Linked DNA regions of Sus scrofa: all the other regions are linked to region 3. A link is a contact called in public Hi-C data. All regions are on one chromosome and are shown on one strand. Each heading gives the region's core, a stretch centred on a gene start, on an enhancer-like site or on the middle of the called end of the contact. The rest is flanking DNA. Distances are from core to core; before and after follow the strand shown.

Region 1 (2,709 bases), core at 186-2,685, 210 kb after region 3:
GTGTTTTCTTCTTGATGTTATAAACTGTCTTCTACATCCTTAACACCCTGTGAGAGTGTGTGATTAATGGCTGCATATATACCAGAACTGATTTAACTGTAAAACTGTTATAAAAGTTTATCAAGAGAGGGCAAAAGCACTCTTCCTTAGGGCTTGAAAACACAAATGTCACTACCAGTCAAATATGTGATTTGCCTTTTTGACATCTGGAGAAAAAAAAAAGAACTATTTTATGTCTTAAAAAAAATGCACTCCCCTTCTGGCACAGTGGATTGAAGGATCCTGCGTAGCCACAGAGGGTAGATCACAACTGCAGCTCAGATTCAATCCCTGGCCTGGGAACTTCCATACCCTTAAAAAAAGCAAAAAAGAAAAGGAAAGAAAGAAAGAAAAAAGGAAAGGAAAGGAAAGAACGAAAGAAAGATGGAAGGAAGGAAAAAAAAAGACATAAGCAAACCCAACAAAAATGGCATAAATGTTTCCACATGGCTAAGTCTTAAAATGCATTATGAACCATTTAAACTAAGAAACTGGAGGCAAAAAAAGGTGGTTACCTCAGACTGTACACTGGTGGGGAATCAGGGAGCCTGGACTAAAAGCCTGATCTAACAGGGAAAATGGCCCTCCCACTCAACATTTCAATGTTAAGAGGATCTCTTCCGGGCCTTCAAGCCCTGTCTTCATTCCTAAATCTACACAGAGCTTTCATTCACTGCAGTTACTCAGCACCACCATCGTAGTCGGGCGCAGGGCTAAGTGAAGGGAATACTACAGCACGGTCTCGGCCATCAAAAAGTTCACCCCCGCCCACCTACCCCACCTCCCCAGCAAGATTTGCAAACGAACAGTTACTCCACAAAGTGATCATCTATACTTCTGAAAGGAAGTAGAGGAAGGACTGAATAATAACTGAGTTGAGTCTTAAAAGGTGGGGCAGCCCATTTCAGCAAACAGAAGGGCGTGGTAAAAGGAACAGGGCAGAGCCGGAATCTGTTTGAGACGCAGAGAAGCTGGTGGCGTGAGAACGCCGCACAGCAAGTGATAGGGTGGGGTCGGGGGGGATCTCGAAGTTGCCGGTGGAGCCAGAGGCCGGGCCTTGGGAGGGAGAGGCCCGCCGCCTCCTTGGGCCCATTCCCCGCCGTCGGTTCCAGACCAGCCCACCCCCGCTCTACGCCCCGTGACAAGCCGAGCAAACTCCGCGAGGAGGCGGTGCGACCAGGGGTGGAAACAACCCCAGACCCCGAGGTCCCAGACGCTGCCCGGCTAGCTGCCCGCACCTTGCCAAGTAGTCGTCTCAGACCCTCGCTGTCGAATTCCATGTCCAGCCGGGACCGCAAGGACGGTTCTGCCACCCCAGCACCCGATCTCCTTACACACCTTCCCTGGACGGCGGCCGCCGAGGACCAAACTTCCCGACCGGTCCAAGGCCCCGCCCCTTCCCAGACTCGAAAGTCCACTTGTGTCCAATGCTCCAGGCTCGCCCAGGCTCCGCCTGGAGTCTGACCACCGCTCCACCCTGATCGCCGTCAGAAACGCGTGAGCGCCGAGAGGACCACGACCCAGCTTGCTGGAAAGGAAACTTGGGGACATCTGTGAAGAGAGGAATAGGAAGTCCAAGGAGGAGCACGAAAGGAGGTAGAAGTTATTGGCACTGTTCTCGGAGAGTTTCGAAAAGGTGATGTTAAATACAGCGCAGTAGGGAGAAAGATCAAGACCCCAAATTGTGGTTGGATTTAGGAAGGAAGAGGTAATGGAACTTAAAAAGCAAAATTTCGGGGGGCTAGAAAGGAAGACGGAGGCAGCAGGAGTCTTGTCAGAACTGGGAGATAAGACAGCTGAGTGAGGGTGATGCAGCATTGCCAGGAGGGGTTGCCTTTTGCGGGGGAGGGGGGAGCGGAGCATAACCAGGTTGGTGGCAGACAGAGGAAAAAGTCAGCTGTCAAAAAGAGTTTGAAAACAAAAGAAAGTAAATTGGTGGATAAGGTCGTCTGGAGAAGGAAAAAACAAAAAGATGCAATTTGCTGGCTTTCTTTGGTCTCCTTGAGTCAGTTACTTACCTGCTTTGCATCCCTGGCTTGAGCCAGTGTGCCTACAAAGTCCCCAGGGGCTGGCTATTTTAACTGTCTGAGAGGTTGGGTGGGATGGAGGGTGATTATAGTTATAGGAAGAGCCAGAGATAGGAATGCTGTGACTCCATTAGGAGAAGAAAGTGAAAGGCTGGAAGGAGCACTTACTAATTCAGCAAACTTTTGTTGAGCCTTGGCTATTTGCTAGATATTGTTGGGGAGGAAGAAATTTTCCTCTACTCTTCTGGGTTCTTCTGGCTGATCTAAGAGTGGAATTGACAGGAGGTAATAACAAGAGAAAATTAAACAAAAGTTCATAACACTGTATACTTGGGAAAGACCCAGGAGAACTGAGTAACTGGCCGAAATGGCAGAAGCCCTCACCATAAATACCACCTTCAGCAAAAAGCAAGAGAGGACATTGGGGGCCTTGTTTTGTCTCATTTTTGTCATGGTCTGAGTGACCCTTCCTGATGTTGGTGTTCTGAGAGATTGTTTATATCCAGCAGGAGACAACAGGAGCCAGGCTGTGAGGGTCAGGTCAGCTTCTAACAAGCCTAAGACCTAGCTGGCTCAGTCCAGTTTCCAGATGTCAGAGGCTGCTTTTTTTTCTCTCTCAGGCTTTTGCCCTGAGAGAAGAGGA
Region 2 (2,700 bases), core at 187-2,686, 180 kb before region 3:
AGCCTGGACCTCATGTGCATTTGCCCGGATCTGTCAGGAACATATAAGCGGGTCATTGATGGGAGATTTTGCAAACTTGTTTTAAACAATGTGGTTTGACAGGGCTCCGTGGATGATAAATGTGTGTGTACACTAAGCCCACTGTTCTCAGAGAGGACCTGGATCATCTTTCTCGTAATTACAGATTTCAAAAATTGAACCTGGGAAATTAGAGAATTGTGAAAGAGCTCCCTTTGCACCCAAGTGTGAAAACCAGGCAGTTGAGTGATGCTTCTTTCCCGTCACCCACAGCTGAGGACAATGTGTTTCTAAGTACCCCACGTCCTAGAGAGGGTATCCAGGAAGAAGGGCCGGGTCCCATAAGCTCCCAAGCTGAGGAGGGGCAGCAGTGATTCGACCCCTAGCCTGGGAACTTCCTTATGACATGGGTGTGGCCCTAAAAAGACACACACACACACTCACACACACACACACAAAGAAGTCTAGATGGATACAGCCACGAGTCAACTGCCCGAGGCTTATCATAGTACGTGAACAAATTCCACGTCTCACAATCAATGTTTTCATAGAGCAGGAAAACCCTACAGTGTTTCTCAAGTTTAGGGTTATCACATGCTTCAAGGACAAAGCTTATATTCTGAGATTTTTTTAGATTTTATGATTAATGATAGCTCAAAGCTTGTTATTTCTTCTCAGTAAACATAGTGTGAGAGAGAAAAACTATGTAGGTTTAAATTGAAATATCCATAAATAAATAAATAAATAGAAATATCCTATTTCATCTCTTCTAAGGCATAGATTTTTTTTTTTCTTTTTAGGGCCGCACCCACAGCATAAGGAGGCTCCCAGGCTAAGGGTCAAATCAGAGCTACATCTGCTGGCCTACACCACAGCCACAGCCACAACCACAGCAACGCAGGATTCGAGCCTCGTCTGCGACCTACACCACAGCTCATGGCAACACCCTTAACCCACTGAGCAAGGCCAGGGATCAAATCCTCGACCTCATGGTTCCTAGTCAGATTCATTTTCACTGCATCGCAACGGGAACTCCAAAGGCATAGATTTCTTGATTATAAATTTCTACAATTAGGATGTGTTTTGCATTCACAGATGACCAAGCAGCACTCATGAAATGGTTATCATTGCTTTAGGATTGACTCTGTGCATGCTTTCCTTTTTGTTTATGCACAAGAGTGATGTAAGATTAAGATCGATGTCTAAGTCTAAACGAACTCTTTCCAAAAGTGTAAAATAGCTTTTCCTGTGGGAGCTGGGTTTCGAGGAGTGTGGCCTTCTCCTCTCCTCGCCATAGTGTGGGCCTGCCCACTGATATCAGTGTACCCTGAAGAGGAGGGATCATTGCGTAAAAATGGCACTGTGCCTTCCGTGTTCAAGGCTCCCTTTTGACCAGCTATGGTGAACTTTGTTCCCACCAACTTGTGCAAAAACAACAGAAGCCCTAGACTGTCAGTGAATTAGCAGGTCATCAAACCAGCGCTGAGTCTTAGGCTACTGGCAGAGCTGGGGTTCAAACTCCCAGGGTTTGAGGTGGCAGGATTACCATGCTGGCCAGAGTGCTTTTGGAAATAGGTATCATGCGGGCCGCATGTTTGTGCCAACCAAGACCTGGCGACACTGGCACCTCAGAGTGAACACAATGCAGAAGAGATATGCCGTCTGCTCTACCTTGGCTGCCTTGGCCTTACGATATCTGAAGTTCATCGTATTGAGGAAGTTCTTGAACTTCCTTTGGTGGTGGAAGATAAAGTTGAAGACTACAAGAAGACCAAGGAGGCTGTTTTGCGTCTGAAGAAACTGGAGGCCAGGAATGATATCAAAAAGTTTTACACCTCTCAGTGAATGAGAGCTGGCAGAGACCAGATGAGAAACTGATGCCGTATGGAGCACAGGGACCCCTGCATCGTCTATAATGAGGACAAGGTATCATCAAGGCCTTCAGAAACATCCCTGGAATTGCCTGACTTAATGTAAGCAAACTGAACATTTTGAAACTTGCTCCTGGTGGGTACGTGGGACATTTCTGCCTTTGGACTGAAAGTGCTTTCCGCATGTTAGACAAGCTCTGTGGCACTTAGTGTAACGTTGCCTCCCTCAAGAGTAACTACAAGCTCCTCACACAAGATGCTCAACACAGACCTTAGCAGAATCATGAAAAGCCCAGAGAGCCAAAGAGCCCTGCCCCCTGACACCCCCCCTCCCCTGAGCACCAAGCAAGAAGATTCATCACAGCGTCCTGAGGAAGAAGCCACTGAAAACCCTGAGAATTATTTGAAGCTAAACCTGTATGCAAAGCCCACATGCCAGAACACCATTCTGCACCAGGCCAAGATCCACAAAATCCTGATGGATAAGGCAGCCACAGCACTGGAGGCCAAATCAGATGAGAAGGGGGTTCCAGGCAAGAAGCCTCTGGTAGGAAAGAAAGGATTGAAGCCCGTCGGCCGTAAGAAGCCTTTGGTGGGGGAAAAAAGAAAGGTTGCAGTGACCAAGAAACCAGCATCTGAAAAGAAACCCAACACAGAAAAAAAAGAAGGCTGACGCGAAACTTAAATTGGTGTATTCCGTAAAGGTCAGATCATTTTGGACAGCTTATTTTATGTTATTATTTTACTTTATTTTTTGCCTTCTTCTCTTTTAAGGGCCACATCCGTGGCACATGGAGGTTCCCAGGCTAGG
Region 3 (2,700 bases), core at 145-2,644:
TTTGTAGAGTTAAACAGAAGCTCCTGTTCTGCATAAAAAGAGGGAAGCTGTGCTCAGAGTGAGCTCTTGTTCGGTGCCTTAATTTAGGGGACTGCAAACTCTCTGCCTAGATTATCTTCAGAGGTCATTCCAGAGCCCTCCTGGTGAAGGTTCCTACTTGCCTGCTCTCTGCCCTCCTCTTCCCAGCATCTGTGGTTGCATTTGATGGGCAGGCAGAGACCCAGCCCTGACTAAATGAGGACATTGTTGCAAAGACTGAGGAACCACAGACATTGTTGCAATCTGCCCTGCCCGAGGAAACTTGGAGACCTGTAGCTGGCCCTCAGCCCCTCTGCTGTGTGTTTGGGGAGACAACCTAGGTTTCTGGGCCTCCCAGAGTGATGGGAAAACCATTAGGATGTGCCAGATGTGCTGCTTTTCTGCAGTTGAGATTAGAGTTCTTTCAAAACCAAAGGGCCCGGGATTTTGGATTTTTCTCAGAAGTGGCGGCTAAATTGGTGCCCCAGGTGCAGGAAGTAAGTAGACTCACTCTTGCTCTTAAGAGACACATCAGCAGGTAGGAGAGCGGATCCACACACCCACACCTCTAAGGCAAGCTCGTCTGAAGGATGTACAGACTAGTGTGGTGGGAACAGAGAGAAAGGAGATACCAACTCCCTGGGTGTATGTGGTGGGGGAGAGGGGGGAGTACCAGAAGATGGGTCCAGTTGAAAAGAGATGGAGAAGGAAGGCCGGCCTGGAACCAGCATGAGCAAACGCCCAAAGGTAAAAAAATAATGATATGCTTAAACAAACAAACAAACAAACCAAGAAACAAAAAACCAGGCAGTTCTTGGGTGTGGCTGGGATACAAGGTGCTGGGCCGGTGGGGCAGTAGGGAGTGCGGACAAGAGGATGAGGCTTTCCTTTGAGTTATGGGACTTGGAAGTTTTAGCAGTAGGAGGTCAAGCTGGGTCAAGTTTTGGAGATCACTCAACTTAGGTAAGAGGAATACACTGAGGCTGTGCTAGGCACTTTCTTTCAACAAAAATTTGTCGAGTGCCCATTATGTGCTAGAAGCTGTTCTGGACACTGGACAACAGCAGCAAAAATTCAGATCGAGCCTTCCTTGAGAGTAACTTCCACATTTTAAGGAAGAGGAAATGAGGGTTGGCTTGACTCTGGCTGATGGCTCTAGCCTGGATTTCTGCGGCCGGAGGCAGCGTGGGTCTGGGCAGCCCTTTGCATAGCTGGGCGCACATGGGTCCTTCCGCTGCGTGCGCCACCGCCCCCCCCCACTGCCCCGCCCGGCTCGGAGCCCGCCCCCAGCCCAACCCACACGTGGGTTCTTGCACGTCCGCCCGGCTCCCCCTTGACGTCAACCTCGCTGTTGCTTTTAAGGCCCCTCCCGCTTCGCGCTCGGAGTACCGGAGCAGCTGCCGCCAAGTCCGGATCCGACACTGTGCGCCTCCCACGCCCGCCCGAAGTGCACTCCCGGTACGTCCCGCCCGGCGCGCACGGCGCCCGAGGGGAAGAGCGACAACTTTGGGCTTCTCTGTCGCCGCGCTGCCCACGAAGGGGTCCCTGCTCCCGCGAGGTGTTGGCTCTGCTTCCCAGAGACCTGGGCGGTGGCCCACGCCACGCATGGGCTTGGGACCCGCGGTAACCTCCTTTGGCTCTAAATGGGCACAGTAGCCTCTGGGTGGGTTGGGGAACCAAGGAGGTGGCCGCATCTAATCTGGGGTCGAAGGCCTGAGTGGATGCGGAAGGACCAGGATTCGACAGGTCTGAAGGGTGGGGCATACCTCTAGGCTCGAAATGGGCAAACCGCACAGAACTCGAAGTCCGGTTCTTGGAGTCCACGGGGCCGAAAAAGCTTCAGCAGTGTTTGGGTGGATTCCTGGAAGCCAGAAAGCTGCTGGGTGCCCTTTTGGTCGCATTTTAACCGTGGGACTCTCAAGAGGTGGGCTTCTTGAGGGCAGCTGCTGCCTGCAGATTATAGAGCGTTTCTTGAGTTAATTACATTTTTAAAGAAGCTACTGATGTATGGGCGCTACACTAGACATGGAGCATGCAAAGAAGAGGCAGTAAGGGTGATTATCAGCCAGCTCTCCCGCCTCTCAGTATATTGAGAGTAGGATCATCTCGTACCTTCTTCTCCTTTTGACAAATGGGGGAACCTACGGCTGGTTAGGGCATCTCTAAGGTCACAGTGAGCGGGTGGCCGACTTGGGAGGTAGGCCCTCTTTCTGCAGGGCTTCACCCGGACTCGTATTCCCACATGGAAGGGAGCACTGGAGCCCAGGACTCAGATTATGGTGAAACCTGGAGATGTCTGCAGAAAGAACTCCCTTCCCCCAGCCAGGCTTTAGAAACCTTACAAGGCTGTCTAGAAATAGCAGCAATTTGTAAGGAGAGACTCAATTCTAGCTTGGTGATTCTGGGCTGCCTGCCTGCAAACCCTCTCAGATATTTTTGCTCTTTGGGCTGGTGTCAAGATTAGACTTGGTGCTTTCACGATGCAATCTGTGATAATTTCTCCAGTGAATCCAATGTAGAATTAGATTAGGAGAGTCGAAGCTCCCCTCCCTGGCTCTGGAAATCCAGGGTTCCACCAAGTATCTATTAACTTGAGGGCTCCAGTCTTCAGGTCTCTGCAGCTATCGCTGCATTTCCGGTACTAACAAAATTTCCTCATACCGTTCCTCACGCCTTTGCACC

The links. Hi-C and Micro-C count contacts between places; a contact is called where the count stands out from the background.
Region 1: a Hi-C map of liver shows a contact between it and region 3, with 4 times the contacts expected there. The contact joins the promoter of UEVLD here to the promoter of LDHA in region 3. A contact is called at or near these places in 4 of 47 Hi-C or Micro-C datasets (heart right ventricle, liver, skeletal muscle and 1 more) and 1 of 2 datasets of contacts at active chromatin or transcription factors (alveolar macrophages).
Region 2: a contact with region 3 is called in a Hi-C map of liver, with 2.0 times the contacts expected there. The contact joins the promoter of LOC102165880 here to the promoter of LDHA in region 3. A contact is called at or near these places in 2 of 47 Hi-C or Micro-C datasets (embryonic fibroblasts and liver) and 1 of 2 datasets of contacts at active chromatin or transcription factors (alveolar macrophages).

What each region holds. Positions count from the first base shown.
Region 1 is chr2:40,615,812-40,618,520 of Sscrofa11.1, reverse strand. It overlaps UEVLD (ubiquitin-conjugating enzyme E2 variant 3), which reads right to left and starts at 1,435. Exons shown (of 12, transcript XR_002341551.1): 1 at 1,278-1,435. LOC100523888 (a long non-coding RNA gene) reads left to right here and starts at 1,431. Exons shown (of 2, transcript XR_002341553.1): 1 at 1,431-1,675.
Region 2 is chr2:41,007,729-41,010,428 of Sscrofa11.1, reverse strand. It overlaps LOC102165880 (60S ribosomal protein L4-like), which reads left to right and starts at 1,436. Exons shown (of 1, transcript XM_013994507.2): 1 at 1,436-2,679. The coding sequence starts at 2,146. The coding sequence ends at 2,562.
Region 3 is chr2:40,824,023-40,826,722 of Sscrofa11.1, reverse strand. It overlaps LDHA (lactate dehydrogenase A), which reads left to right and starts at 1,394. Exons shown (of 8, transcript NM_001172363.2): 1 at 1,394-1,476.